2 separate regions of the Gossypium arboreum genome follow, and region 1 is linked to region 2. The links are chromatin contacts, called in public Hi-C maps. All regions are on one chromosome and are shown on one strand. Each heading gives the region's core, a stretch centred on a gene start, on an enhancer-like site or on the middle of the called end of the contact. The rest is flanking DNA. Distances are from core to core; before and after follow the strand shown.

Region 1 (6,979 bases), core at 1,427-3,926, 790 kb after region 2:
CCTCTATAATGCAGAGATATTTCATCAGACATTTACTAAACAACAAATTCTCAGTAAATATACATTGAAAGAAGAAGAAAGAAAGAAAGTGATAATGAAGAAGTATCATAAATCAAGTTTCCATGCACTAAATCAACTATATATATTGAAATGCAGTGGTTTTTCCTTTTCCGCTCTCCCCTGCAAGATATATTAAATCAAACCCATTAATCCATATTTGAATTAGCTAAGAACAACATGAAACACAGTTTGCTGTACATAAATTTTCAAGAGTCAAAGATCAGTCAAACTGCTTGCTTACACATTCTACACAGCCTCTCAAAAGAGAACTTACCCATGTGGGATGGATTACAATAATTGTGAAACCTGTCATCTTTTGTTTGAACTTACTGGTTTTTTTTCATCAGTTGCTGAGTTTCAGACCATAGTTTTCCCACAAGTTATTATCTCCATCAGCCATGAAGAAGCGAAAGCAACTATCGCTTACAGCATGAGAAGAGCCGTCATTTGGTTGGAGTCTCAATGTCTCAGGTCCTTGAGTGAAAATGGTCTCATGGGGTTGATAATAATCAAAGCCTCTTGAGTTCTCCTTTCTCTTTTTGTTACTCTCCTTGGTTTTCATTAGGGTATATGAACCACCAATGGTATCCCATTTGTCTTTGCACATTAAACCACTCCTTTCAAATCCTAAACACCCCATCTTAGCAGCGATTTCCTCCCACAAAACCACCTCTTCTGAATACCCTACTTGTTGGAACCTTGTTTCCATGGCGGTCCTCAGCTGTATGAGCCTAGAAACCTCAGCTTCTTGCCACCCATCAGCCTTAACAGTGTGGTTAATTGTTCCATTCCCATTTTCATTATGGTTTTCACCGTCAGATGATGCCGCCTTCAACTGTTTGCCAGCCAGGTTCTGTAATGCCTCCATTAAAGCAGCATCACGAGCTTCAATCCATGCTCTCTCTTTAGCCCAAAACTTATGCTCTCTATCTATTCTTATTGCTGCTTCTTTCCTCCATTGTTCTTCCCTTAAAACCCTCTCTTGCTCCTTTTCCTCGAGCGTCTTGGTCAGTTTCACAAGCCATGCCTCTTGCCTCTCCATTAGCTTCCCGATTTGCGAGTCGATGAACTCTTTTATCTTGGCTTTCCAGCTTCTGCAACCCCTTTTCTTTTTCAGCTTTGCACTGCTTAAATCATTGTTATCTGAGGAACAAGTGTCGAATTTTGAGGAACTTGAGAGACTAAGACTATCACTGCAAAGCTTTTGCGAGTGATAGATCTCTTGATTTGCTTGAGTATTGATGCTATTTTGAGCGCCATGAAACTGAAAACTGTTGCCGATTAGGGGAGTTTCTTGGCCTAAAACTCCATTGTTGTTGCTGGTATCCCCATATAAAGCTTCAAGTTGACGAAAGAATCGATAGTGTTTACCATCCTGTCTCCCAGCCTTGCCTTCCTTAGTCTTTTTATAATATTTATACAAGTTTTCGAATTTCTCCCTGCATTTTTTCCCACTCCTTTGGTACCCATGTTCCTCAAACATGACTCTACAGCACCAAGAAAAAAGGGAAGGAAATGGCAATAAATTAAACTTTAAACCTATTAGAAAACAGATGAACCCTAATTCAAATGTGTATGACCATGGAAATATCATGTGATGAATGTTGATAAAGCTCTTATTTGACCATTCAAAATTGAAAAATAAAGATGGGTCTTTCGGCAAGGGACTGATGAAAACGTCTTTTCATGGATAAAACTTGCAGATGGGTACTTAAAACATCCAAAAGGTTAGTCATTTTTATAGTAAAAACCAGTAAAAACTTGCACAATAATGGAGGCAACACATTTTCAAAGGAAAAAAAGAGAGCAAGTCAGTTGAAGACTATAGAAATGATCAGCTATCGTTTATTTTCTTTAAAAATAAATAAAAGAAGAAAACTCGTGTAATACTGTTCCTGGTTTGAACCCCATTTCATATCTTTAAAAGGAGAAACAATCCATGGAGTGAAGTTGCTAGCTTTGGGAATGGAAGAAAATAGAGAATTAGGGTATGGAGAGCATGGAAGAATAAATATATTATTTGTATATACCTGGAAACTTCATCCCACAAAGGACCCTTTTGATTAGCTTCTTTGAACTTGGGGTCGAGATGAGATCTGATCTCAAGAAGTGTTAAGGTCTCTTGTCTCGGCCACCTTCCATTTCCTCCATCACCTCCAAAAGCACTGGCTTCACCGTCGAACCCACAGCTGGGACTAAGTGTGGAAGCACTAGTGACAGTGGCAACAGCAGCCATGGGAGTGGCATTAGTATTACCAGTAGAATCAGAAGGGAACTCATGTCTACCCACCATTTGCATCACATCGAAGGGGTGGTGGGGTTGCTGCGGTGGCGGCAGATTCCGGTGGTGGCCGGGGGAGAATAACTCAGTATCCTGTGGAATTGCTTGGAAATTGATGGGTTTTCCGTTGAGTAGTTGCCTAAGATCGGGTATGGCATATTGATGGTGACGATGATCCTCCATTTCCATATCGATTTATGAACCCAAAAAGAAAAAAAACAATGGAAAAGGAAAAGGAAAGAGTAGAGTAAAGCTAAAAAAATAAAAATAAAGAGTGAAAGAGAAAGGTTTTAATAGAGAGAAAGAGTGTATGAAAGAGAGAGAAAGCGGCAGACTCGGATCGTGTCGTCCACGAAAAATCTCCAAATTAAGCTTAGGCCAACGGTCCCACACACTACAAATATACGTATTTTGCTACAATCCTTTCCAAAATTACCTACATTTGTATATAGTTGGAGTACCTATTAATCCTAACCCAGGTTAATTTGGGTGTACCTTAATTTGGATTTTGATATTTATTTTGTATCAGCTTATTTTAAGTAAAAGAATTTTTAAATTTTTACAAAAATATTTATTCATTCTTTTTCAATTTATAAGAGTAATTTAATTTATGTTAATTTTAAAAGTAAAGTGAATAATTAAAGATAATTAATTATGGTATTAATATCTTTAATTAATTGCAAATGATTTTAGCTCTCGATGTTTATATATTTTGTTAATTTAGTCTAAGTTCTAAAAATTTAACAAATTTAGTCTCAATATTTAGCATTTACATAAATGTTGCAAGATAAATTTGTTAAGTTATTACCAAATTAACAAAATGTGTAAATTTTAATGGCTAAATTTATTATTATACTAATCAAAATTATGTACAAATGATAGAAAACATTAACGTCATGGTTAATTATTCTTAGTTTCTTACATTCAAAATTGATAGGAATTAAATTGCTTGATTTTTTAGAAGGACTAATTTGTCCAAATTCAAAATTAAAAAAACTAAAAATACATTTTACCGATTTTTTAAATTTAGAAAAGAGATTCATATCATTTTAAATTATTTATTCAAATTATTGTTAATCCAAGCCACTCTAGATTCTAATCATTTTAGGTTTGAGTTATTTTGTGTTCAAATTATTTTGAATTAAACAATTTTAAATTAAAAACTTAAATTATTAATTTTTATAATAAAATTAAATTAAATCGATATCGAACTGGTTTTTGAATTGGGGCGAAAATCAAGGGTAGTGTCAAAACATTCCAATCACAACCCATTCCTCGACCGCGAGAAAAACCTTTGGGCCCTTTGGGGCTTGGAAGCCTTAAACACTTCATCATTTTGATAGATTCTTAAGCTGAATTTGTCAATTGTCATTCATTTCTGCACCTTCCTCTATTGATCCTTATTACCAACACATTTAATTCAGGTTTTCTATATTTGATATTATTTAGTGACTTTCGCTATTGTTTGGATAACCTTTGTTAGCATGTTCATTACCACTAATATAATTTTAATAACCTATGATATTCGATATAGTTGTATTAACCTTTGGCATACTTTCAATTTGGTAGCTTTTGATATAATTTTAATAACCTTTAATATGATTTTTATAACCCTTTGATATAAAGTGTGTCGAAACCATTTTTTTGAAAACAGGAAATCGACTTTTGAAAACGAAAAGTTGGGAGTCGCCACCAATCGTTTTTAATAGGGTGTGATTGGACCACCTCAAAACACGGTCGTTTTTAATAAATAAATAAATTTTTCAAAACGACGATTTTAGTCTGCGAAAATAGAAAATCGGTTTGAGAGTCAGTTACGTACGAGGAAGGATTAGCACCCTCGACACGCCCAAAATTAGTACTTAATTGATTATTTAGTGTCTTAATGTCAAAAATTAAAGATTTGGACAGAGTTCAAAACGCGATCCTCCTTTTATTGGCTTTTAAAACATTTAGGTAAGTTAAATGTGTATTAAAGATCATCTCACCTCAAGGTAAAATATTACATCCAATACGTTAGGACACAACATTTTTTACCCTCAATTGTGAGCTTGCCTTTAAAATGTGCGTTTTAGCCTTAAGAGGATATTCGAATATTCAAAACAAACAAAGAAAGCGAAACCCAGTACGTTAGGGCACGATTCTTCGAATTCTTTAAATACCGAACATTGCCTTTATTTTGAAAATTTTTTAGAGTGAACTGGTAAGAGGATATTCGAATATTCAAGACAAACAAAGAAAGCGAAACCCAGTACGTTAGGGCACGATTCTTCGAATTCTTTAAATACCGAACATTGTCTTTATTTTGAAAATTTTTGAGAGAAGATCAATGGATAAATGAATTAAGGACATATATTTTTTTAAAAATGATGATAATAGACAACATGAAAATAATAATATGAGAATAATGCTAACCATATATAAATAATAAAAATAATAATAATAGTAATTAATAGAAATAATTAATAAAACAACAAGTAATAATAAATACAATAATGTAATAAACATTGTGCTAATAGTATTAATAATAATATTAAAAACATGATGATAATAACAAAAATATGTTGACGATAACATTAAATATGGGGATAATAGTAAAAAAATAAAAAATTTGGAATAACAATGTTAAATTAGTAATAGTGAGAAATAGTAAATAATAATAATTTGATATAAAAATGGTAACCGATAATAAACAATGGTATAAAAATATAATATAATAAGTCTATGTATAATAGAAATTTATATTTAAAATAATTAACTTGCTTAAATATATATATATTTACATAATAAATATATAATAATAAATAGATAATATAATAATATGAAACATAACTCAAATTAATTAAATTAATAGAAAATAAAAAATATAAAAATAATGAGAATAAAGCTGAAATTAATTAATTTAATGTAAAAATAACAAAAATAAAAAAGGGTTAAATTGAATTAAAATGAAAACTTTGGGGCCAAATCGAAAGGAAATAAAATCGAGGTAAACTCCTCTCTTTTCCTTCTTTCGTTTGTGTAAAGAAAAATGTGAACACCAAAGTAAACAAAATTGAATAATATAAAAAGTTACCTTAAAAATCTGATTTGTATTCTCTTTGATTTCGTATGTGTATCCTCTAAAAAATTCACCCCAAAAATCCTCTAAAAATCTTCTCCAAATCCCCCAATACAATAGTTTTTCCATAGCTTTTATAGCCAAATTTTACAACTTATAACAAGTAGGGTGATGGAGGTAGTAGGGGTGATAGAGGTAGTGGACAGTTTAGTAGGGTGTGGGGGTGATGGAAGTAGTGGATGGTTTAGTAGGGTGATGGAGTTAATGGTCGGTTTAGTGGGGTGTTTAATTTGGGCTGGTTTGATTGGGCCCGAGCAGAAATTTGGTTCTGCAGCTGCCTCTCTTTGCTCATTGTCGTGTAATGAGAATAGAGCAAAGATTTTAGAAGGGCCAAATTTGCTTGGGCTGGCTGAGTCTTGTCTTTTTTGCCACAGCCCACCGCACTTTATTGCTTCAAAAATGCTCCTTTGCTGCTTCATGTAAATGAGATTTGTTAAAATTTGATCTGCTCCGCTCCGCCTTCGTGAAGATAAGATTCATCAGATGTCGACCGCTCCACTCTTGTTCAGCGGAGATAAGATCTGATATATTTAGCCTGCTTCACTCTTGCTCAGTGAAGATAAGTCTGATGATTGGAATCTGCTCCATCGCTAGTACAGGGAGATAAGATTCACCAAAATTCGATCTGCTCCGCTCCTGCTCAGCGAAGATAAGATCTGCTATATTTAGCCTGCTTCACTCCTACTCAGTGAAGATAAGGCTGATGATTAGAATCTGCTCCATGGCTGATACATGGAGATAAGACTCGCCACAATTTGATCTGCTTCACTCTTGCTCAGTGAAGAAAAGATCGGGTATGTTTAGCCTACTCCACTCCTGCTCCATGAAGATAAGGCTGGTGGCTGAAATCTGCTTCACTCCTACTCAGTGAAGATAAGACTCGCCAAAATTTGATCTGCTTCACTCCTGCTTAGTGAAGATAAGATCGGGTATGTTTAGCCTGCTCCATTCCTGCTCAGTGAAGATAAGGCTGATGATATCTATCTTTTTAATTGTCCACTGGGGGATCCTATCTGTAGAAGAGTGATTTTATGCTTATGCTAGATGTTTAGGATGCCATGATTAATCAAATGCTCCTAACTAGATGTATTATGGATATTTAAATGCATAAATGCAAAATGTCATGAGAATGATCATTTAAATTTTTAGGCTGTTATCGCTCGCTGTTTGCTATGGTAACATCCCTAATGTATGCCTTCTCATCCATCTTGATAAAAGAGGGCTTGAGGATACTGTAAGTCCCTTTTCCTTCACACGTTTCTAGCTCTTTAAGCCTGGTGAATTTTAAATAATTGTCCTATTTCAGGATCTTGTATTGTTTAGAAATCTTTCAGAGTAATATGTAAAACCTCTTTTGAGAACATTGTTAGTTCATTAATCATTATTTCAATAAAAATACTCGAAAAAGATTATAATGATAAGTAAAACAGAAATTTATTCAAGTCAGAATTTGCGAAAGATGTATCAACAAAGAAAGCAGTCATTGTTTGAGATACAAAAATAGATGAAAAGGAACA
Region 2 (6,140 bases), core at 3,456-5,955:
TGTAATTTCGTGAAAAATTCTTAGAAGTCCCGATTAACTCCCGATTCGATTCTAATGTTCGTATTGGGCCTCGAGGGCCCGATCAAGGGACATTTTGGATTATCTCAGTAAATGAATAGTAATTTATGTAGATTTATGGAAAAATATTCTAAATGTTTCAGTAATGCTCCGAAACCCTATTTTGACGACGAGTATGGGTTAGGGGTGTTACATCTCATCCCTAACTCATGCTAACCAAATTTATTATGAACCCATATCAACTCATACAAATCATCATTTCATAATTTAACCATGATATTTTACTACTTTTACAGATAAGTCCTTAAATGACATTTTCATCAAAAATCACTTTACAAAACTTGTTTATTTATCTACAAGGACTCATAATTTTTCATTCAACTTTAAGAATCATACAAAAAAATTCATGGCCAAACCCTAACTATTTAACAGTTTTGCAAATTAGTTGTAACATCCTTAACCCATATTCATTGCCGGAATAGGGTTACGATGCATTATCAGACTTATCACTTAAACAATCTTACATTTCTTATATATTTCTCATATCCAAACCAAATTTATTCAAATTCAATCATATAGTCCCTAACACAAGCCCTCAAGGCCCAAAACAAGCATTAAAAACAATTCAGGACTAAATTGAGATCTTAAGGAAATTTTGGCAAAACATTGAAAATTTTTAAAGTGCAGGGGACACACGCCCGTGTGGCCAGGCTATGTGTCTCACACGGCCAAAAGGCACGCTCGTGTCACAGGCCGTGTGGATATTCGAAATGAGATCACATGGTCGTGTCCTAGCCCGTGTCCGACCCCATGTAACTCACTGACTTAGGTCACAAGGCCAACAACACGCCTCTATGACTATCCCGTGTACCTTCAAAATGACCTCACATGCTTGAGTGCCAAGCCGAGTGCTAGGCCATGTGAAGCTAATGACTTGGTTTCTAAACAAATATCAAGGGACACATGGCCATGTCACCTGGCCATGTGTCACATACGGCAGAGATACACACTTGTGTCTCTGCCCATGTAGACGAAAATAGACCATTTTCCAAGCCTTATTTCTCACCCAAAGTGATACTAACCTACACTTACCAATTAACATATGACCAAATCATCAATAAGCATTCAAATCCATCTCAACCAAGTCCAAATCATGCAATACCAATACCAACAACCATAACGCTCATAAACATCACAATTTGCCATTTGAAAACATACCAATATCACTTTCAATAATTCACTTAAATGGGTAATTTCATATATGCATTATCTTGCCTATTACTTAGCATGCTAATACATTCTCAATTTCAACCATTTGCTACCTTTAATACCAATTCACAACAAGGCATTCACATAGTAATTATAAACCAAATATCAAAAGGCCATTTACACATATTTACATAACCAAGTATACCAAAATAAGCCGAATCACATGGCTACACATATAACCAAAACAACATGAGACATTTAGGCCACATTAGCCAAAACACCTATACATGCCATTTAACCAATATGCACAAAGTTCAAAAGTACCAAAACAACAGATGGATAGTGCGGTGAGATCTCCAACAACTTCCAATCCGAGCAAGTTTTGAAATCACTATAAAACACGAAAAAGTAAACAGAGCAAGCTATTATGCTTAATAAGCTCGTATAGCATAAAACTCAACTTACCATATAAACACAATTTAAGTAATCAAACATATCATAATATAACTCATTTTTGATCCACAAACCTATCACATATTCATTCATAAGTCTTATAGATTCAATTCTCATATGCTTCACGTACATACCTATACTAGTTCATATTTAATTCACCTACTTCCGTAACATTACTATGCCTGTTGAACCATTTGGAATAGTATCGGATACTCAGGTATCTCACACACTAAGTGCCAAAACATGGTCAAAACCATCTCTATCTCTGTGTTTGCTCACACAAGCTGACAGTCAAGACGTAACTACACGGCGCTACTCACACAAGCTAATGAGTAACCGTAAGACATGCCTGAAAACTCAGCCAAGGGTAGAACGTACGGGACCAGCACCCAAAATATCGTATCCCCTAATGACATGTCATTTATATCCTATCTATTCCTAAGGTTCAAACGGGATTCATACATTACCGATAACTTGTCGAAAATTTCTGTGGTGTGGTATCATCACATTTATATCAATTAAGCATTCAAGAATTTATAATTCAATGCTTATTAAACATATGAACTTACCTTGAATTAGTACAGAGAAAGTCAACCGATCAATCCACTACTTTATTTTTTCCCCCAATCTAATTCTGAACATGGCTTTTCTTGATCTATATATAATCAAATTTAACCACTTTAATATTTACTCTATTCAATTGATCCAATTTCATTTTAACCTTATCATTATTTTATTAAATTTAACCACAAAGATGGTGACTTTGTTTTTAATTATTTTACTTAGTTTATTTTATTAAATTACACTTTTAACCTTCTCATTAAACCATTAAAATCACTTAATTAATGTCCATATTTTTCCACTCATATTAAAAATGGTACCACATAAGTACATCTACTTAAAGTTCTATAGCTATTAGACACTTTTAACTAATAGAACACAACTTTTACATTTTATGCGATTTAGTCTTTTTTATCAAATTAAGCAAGCAATTGATAAATTTTCTTAACGAAATTTTTATACAATCATACTATCATGCTGTAGACCTCAAAATAATAATAAAATAAATATTTTCACATCGGATTTGTGGTCTCAGAACCACTATTCCGATTTCACTAAAAACAGGCTGTTACATTAGTTCCCAGGCTAGCTAGATTAAGCTACAATGATCCCAAAAACATAAAAATCTTTAAAATGGGGCTTGAAAACTCACCATGCACACAACCCTAGCTCAACCGAAAGCTCTCTCTCCTCCAGTGGCCAAAATCAATTTTGGTTCATCAAATGAAGAAGATGAACACTTTGTTTTAATTAATTTAATATTTATTTACTCATTTACCTTTTTACCCTTTAAAAACTTTAATAATTTCAATAAAACCATGTAATGGATGTCCACTATCCACATAAATGGTCTAATTACCATTTAAACCCACTTACATTTAAATTTCATAATAATTAGACTACTTTAACTTATAGAACTCTACTTTTGTACCTTTTACGATTTAGACCTTTTTAAAAAATTAAGCATGCAAACGTCAAAATTTCTTAACAAAATTTTTACACGGTACTACTAACATACCGTAGACATTAAAATAATAATAAAATAAAAATTTTCTCATTGGATTTGTGGTCCCAAAACCACTATTTTATTTCACTGAAAATGGGTTGTTACAATTTTAAAAAGAAATCAATATTTACTAATAAATCCTATTATATATACACATTACATACATTGATAACAGATGAATTCAAGAAGCAATATTACATAAACCATAAAATGATCACATAATTGAAGAAGCCATATTACATAATCCATTCAATGGCTCCAAAAACCAAGAATACTCATTATCAACTTTTTTACAACTACTGCTAGTATAAATTGAATACCCAACAACCATTACAAGATTCTTAAGCTTGGCATACATATAGTACTTAATGGGCCCCTCATCAAGGTTCCTATAATTTCTCAGCATCCTATAGTGATGCTCATATAGTGAAAACCTATGCCAAGGAAATAAATGAAACAAGGAGTGGATGTAACTTGTAATAGTAGTAAAGCCTGTTAGCCAAGGATTTGATCATTCCAAACAAGTTAAAACGAAGAAACTTTATACCTTTTGGTTCTTTTGATATTATCTGATTCAATATCAAAGTCACCTCTTGGATAGGCATTGAAGGACTTAGAACTATTTGACCCAAATGGATAATTAGTCATGATAATAGAAATCTAGCTGAAAAGCTTCAGATTTATGTCAACAAAACATACCCAGACAGGCAATTCAACAGATTATCGATTAAAGATCATGACTTTGGGTATTCAATTCAACAAAGGCAAAACATAAACTACTGGAAAAGGAAAGATCCTGATCATCAAAGTTCAACTTCTAGTTTACATCCTAGACATGAATTTAAGGCAGATAAACAAAATGGGGTTTTAATTTACATGAAAAATAAGATCAAAGCAGAGGTAGAAAAGGTAAACTCATTGAAAGCCTAACAGAATAGAAATTCAGATCCAATATTTTAGAGATTTTGTTTATTAAAAAAAAAACCAGAGATGATGGCGAAGGGAAGAAGACTAACAGCAATTGCTGATAATTGATCGGAGCCTCGCTGTTCCCACAATCGCTGGGATGCACAGTGGGAGATGTGCGCATTTCTTTGGAAAGCTCTGCCTTTAACATCGACTTCTCCATATTTTCCACTACACGCAAATTCGCCACACACAAAATCCAAAAATAGAGAGTCTTCTATACATTTTATGCAAAACCCAAGAAGATCTCTTGCTATTGTTTCCAGAATGATGAGCATAGGTGGGGGGAGATTTTCGTTTGAAAAAAAAAAGCTATTAGGAGAGGCATTGAATAGGCATTCAGAGCCCGACCCTCTGAATAGATATGCAGTGTTTATGCGTAATAGAGCCTGCACGACATAACAATTCAGCAGTCAAATTTCAACCAAACAAATGTTTCACTGTAGCGCATGGAATAGGGACGGAATGGAATGGCCATTTTGTCGAACCAAACACGCCCTTATTATTTTAAGTTTTATTTCATTTTAATAAAGTTTGCAATTTAATTTAGTTCGCAGAATTTGTCATGTTTGATTTTTAGATAAGTCTTGTGTTTTGTTATTTATGTTTATGCGTGTGCTAATTATCACATGGTGTCTTGTTTGTGTCATTTGTCCATATATGTTGAATATGTGCATATGTGCGTATATGCGTGTGTGTGTCTCCAAATAAGTTTATATGTATTTCATGTGTGAGAGTCTAGCGTCTAGTTCTGGTTCTAATGTCTTAGTCGAATGTAAGTGTTGCAAAAATTTGATGTCTATTTATATGTGTGCAGGTGGTTGTTCGAATGGACAAATGCATGGCTCTTCAAAGACCTTCATTAAACTGAATTCATGCACAAAGGATATGTGGTGCATATGACTATTCGTGTGAAGGGCCAAATTTATGCTTCATGCATTTCTTAGGATGGAAGGATTCATAACCTTCATTGTAGATACATGGACGGTGACAAAAATGGGAAGAAAGTGGCTGATCATTGTACTCATGCATGGAGGATTTCATGAACAACATTCAAGGAAGTCAAACCACAATTAATTCGGCTAATGTTCCAACACAAACATGCACCGAAATTAGGGGATGAACCAGCTAAATGCATGTTGCCTATTCATCATCCCAAGACGCATTAAAGCTTCAAATCAAAGGAGATGCATGTCCCATTCATCTATCATTCGGCCAAGGGGAATGAAGGAAGATTAAATGCCGATCATTCACGGAATTTAAGCTTTCTTCTTGACTAAGCATTCATGAACAGATTTGGGAAAGGAATGTGACTATTCGGCTTATGCAAGCATCCACCATGATTCAAGAGCTGAAATTATCACTTTGTGTGTGAACATGTTAAATGCTAATGTGAACACCTAGATGCCGAATTTGATTAGTCATCTTAGAGTCCTATAAATACTTACGAAATTGTCATTTGTAAGGTTAGAACTTTATTAACCAAATTTTTTAATATAAACTTTATTTTGTGATAATTTTTTCCTGGGTTCTTTATTGAACTAAAAACTAAAATAATGAAACTTTTCAAGTTTGTGGCGTCCAATTTTCTTATCACTCCATTCACCATTCTGGAGTGTGGCGACTTCGTTTATACTAAAGTTCTAGTAGGTTCGAGAGTTAACCGGTCTTTGCTTTAATATAGCTAGGTTCTTAGCTACAACTACTACGGGTCGAGGTTTCTATTTGTTGAACCATTTCAAGATGATCCAATTCCTTCGAGTAATTTTCCGAACAACCCAAGCTCGGGAAGTCGCATTAGAACCCAAGACTAAATGACAAAACCACTAATATTTAACCATCTAATCAAAGAAACTAATATATTAAAAATTAGAAAATGCCCCCTATATAATGTGTTTTCACTCTCTCTCCAAAATTAACATACTTC

Evidence for each region. A called contact is a pair of places that touch in the nucleus more often than the background predicts.
Region 1: a contact with region 2 is called in a Hi-C map of leaf, with 2.5 times the contacts expected there. The contact joins the promoter of LOC108482429 here to the promoter of LOC108465481 in region 2. A contact is called at or near these places in 2 of 5 Hi-C or Micro-C datasets (both in leaf).

What each region holds. Positions count from the first base shown.
Region 1 is chr1:64,096,847-64,103,825 of ASM2569848v2, forward strand. LOC108482429 (trihelix transcription factor PTL-like) reads right to left here and starts at 2,677. Exons shown (of 3, transcript XR_008283310.1): 1 at 2,091-2,677; 2 at 335-1,547; 3 at 1-180.
Region 2 is chr1:63,309,215-63,315,354 of ASM2569848v2, forward strand. LOC108465481 reads right to left here and starts at 4,706. Exons shown (of 2, transcript XR_008283306.1): 1 at 4,264-4,706. It overlaps LOC128293193 (a long non-coding RNA gene), which reads right to left and starts at 3,905. Exons shown (of 2, transcript XR_008283307.1): 1 at 3,795-3,905; 2 at 3,291-3,681.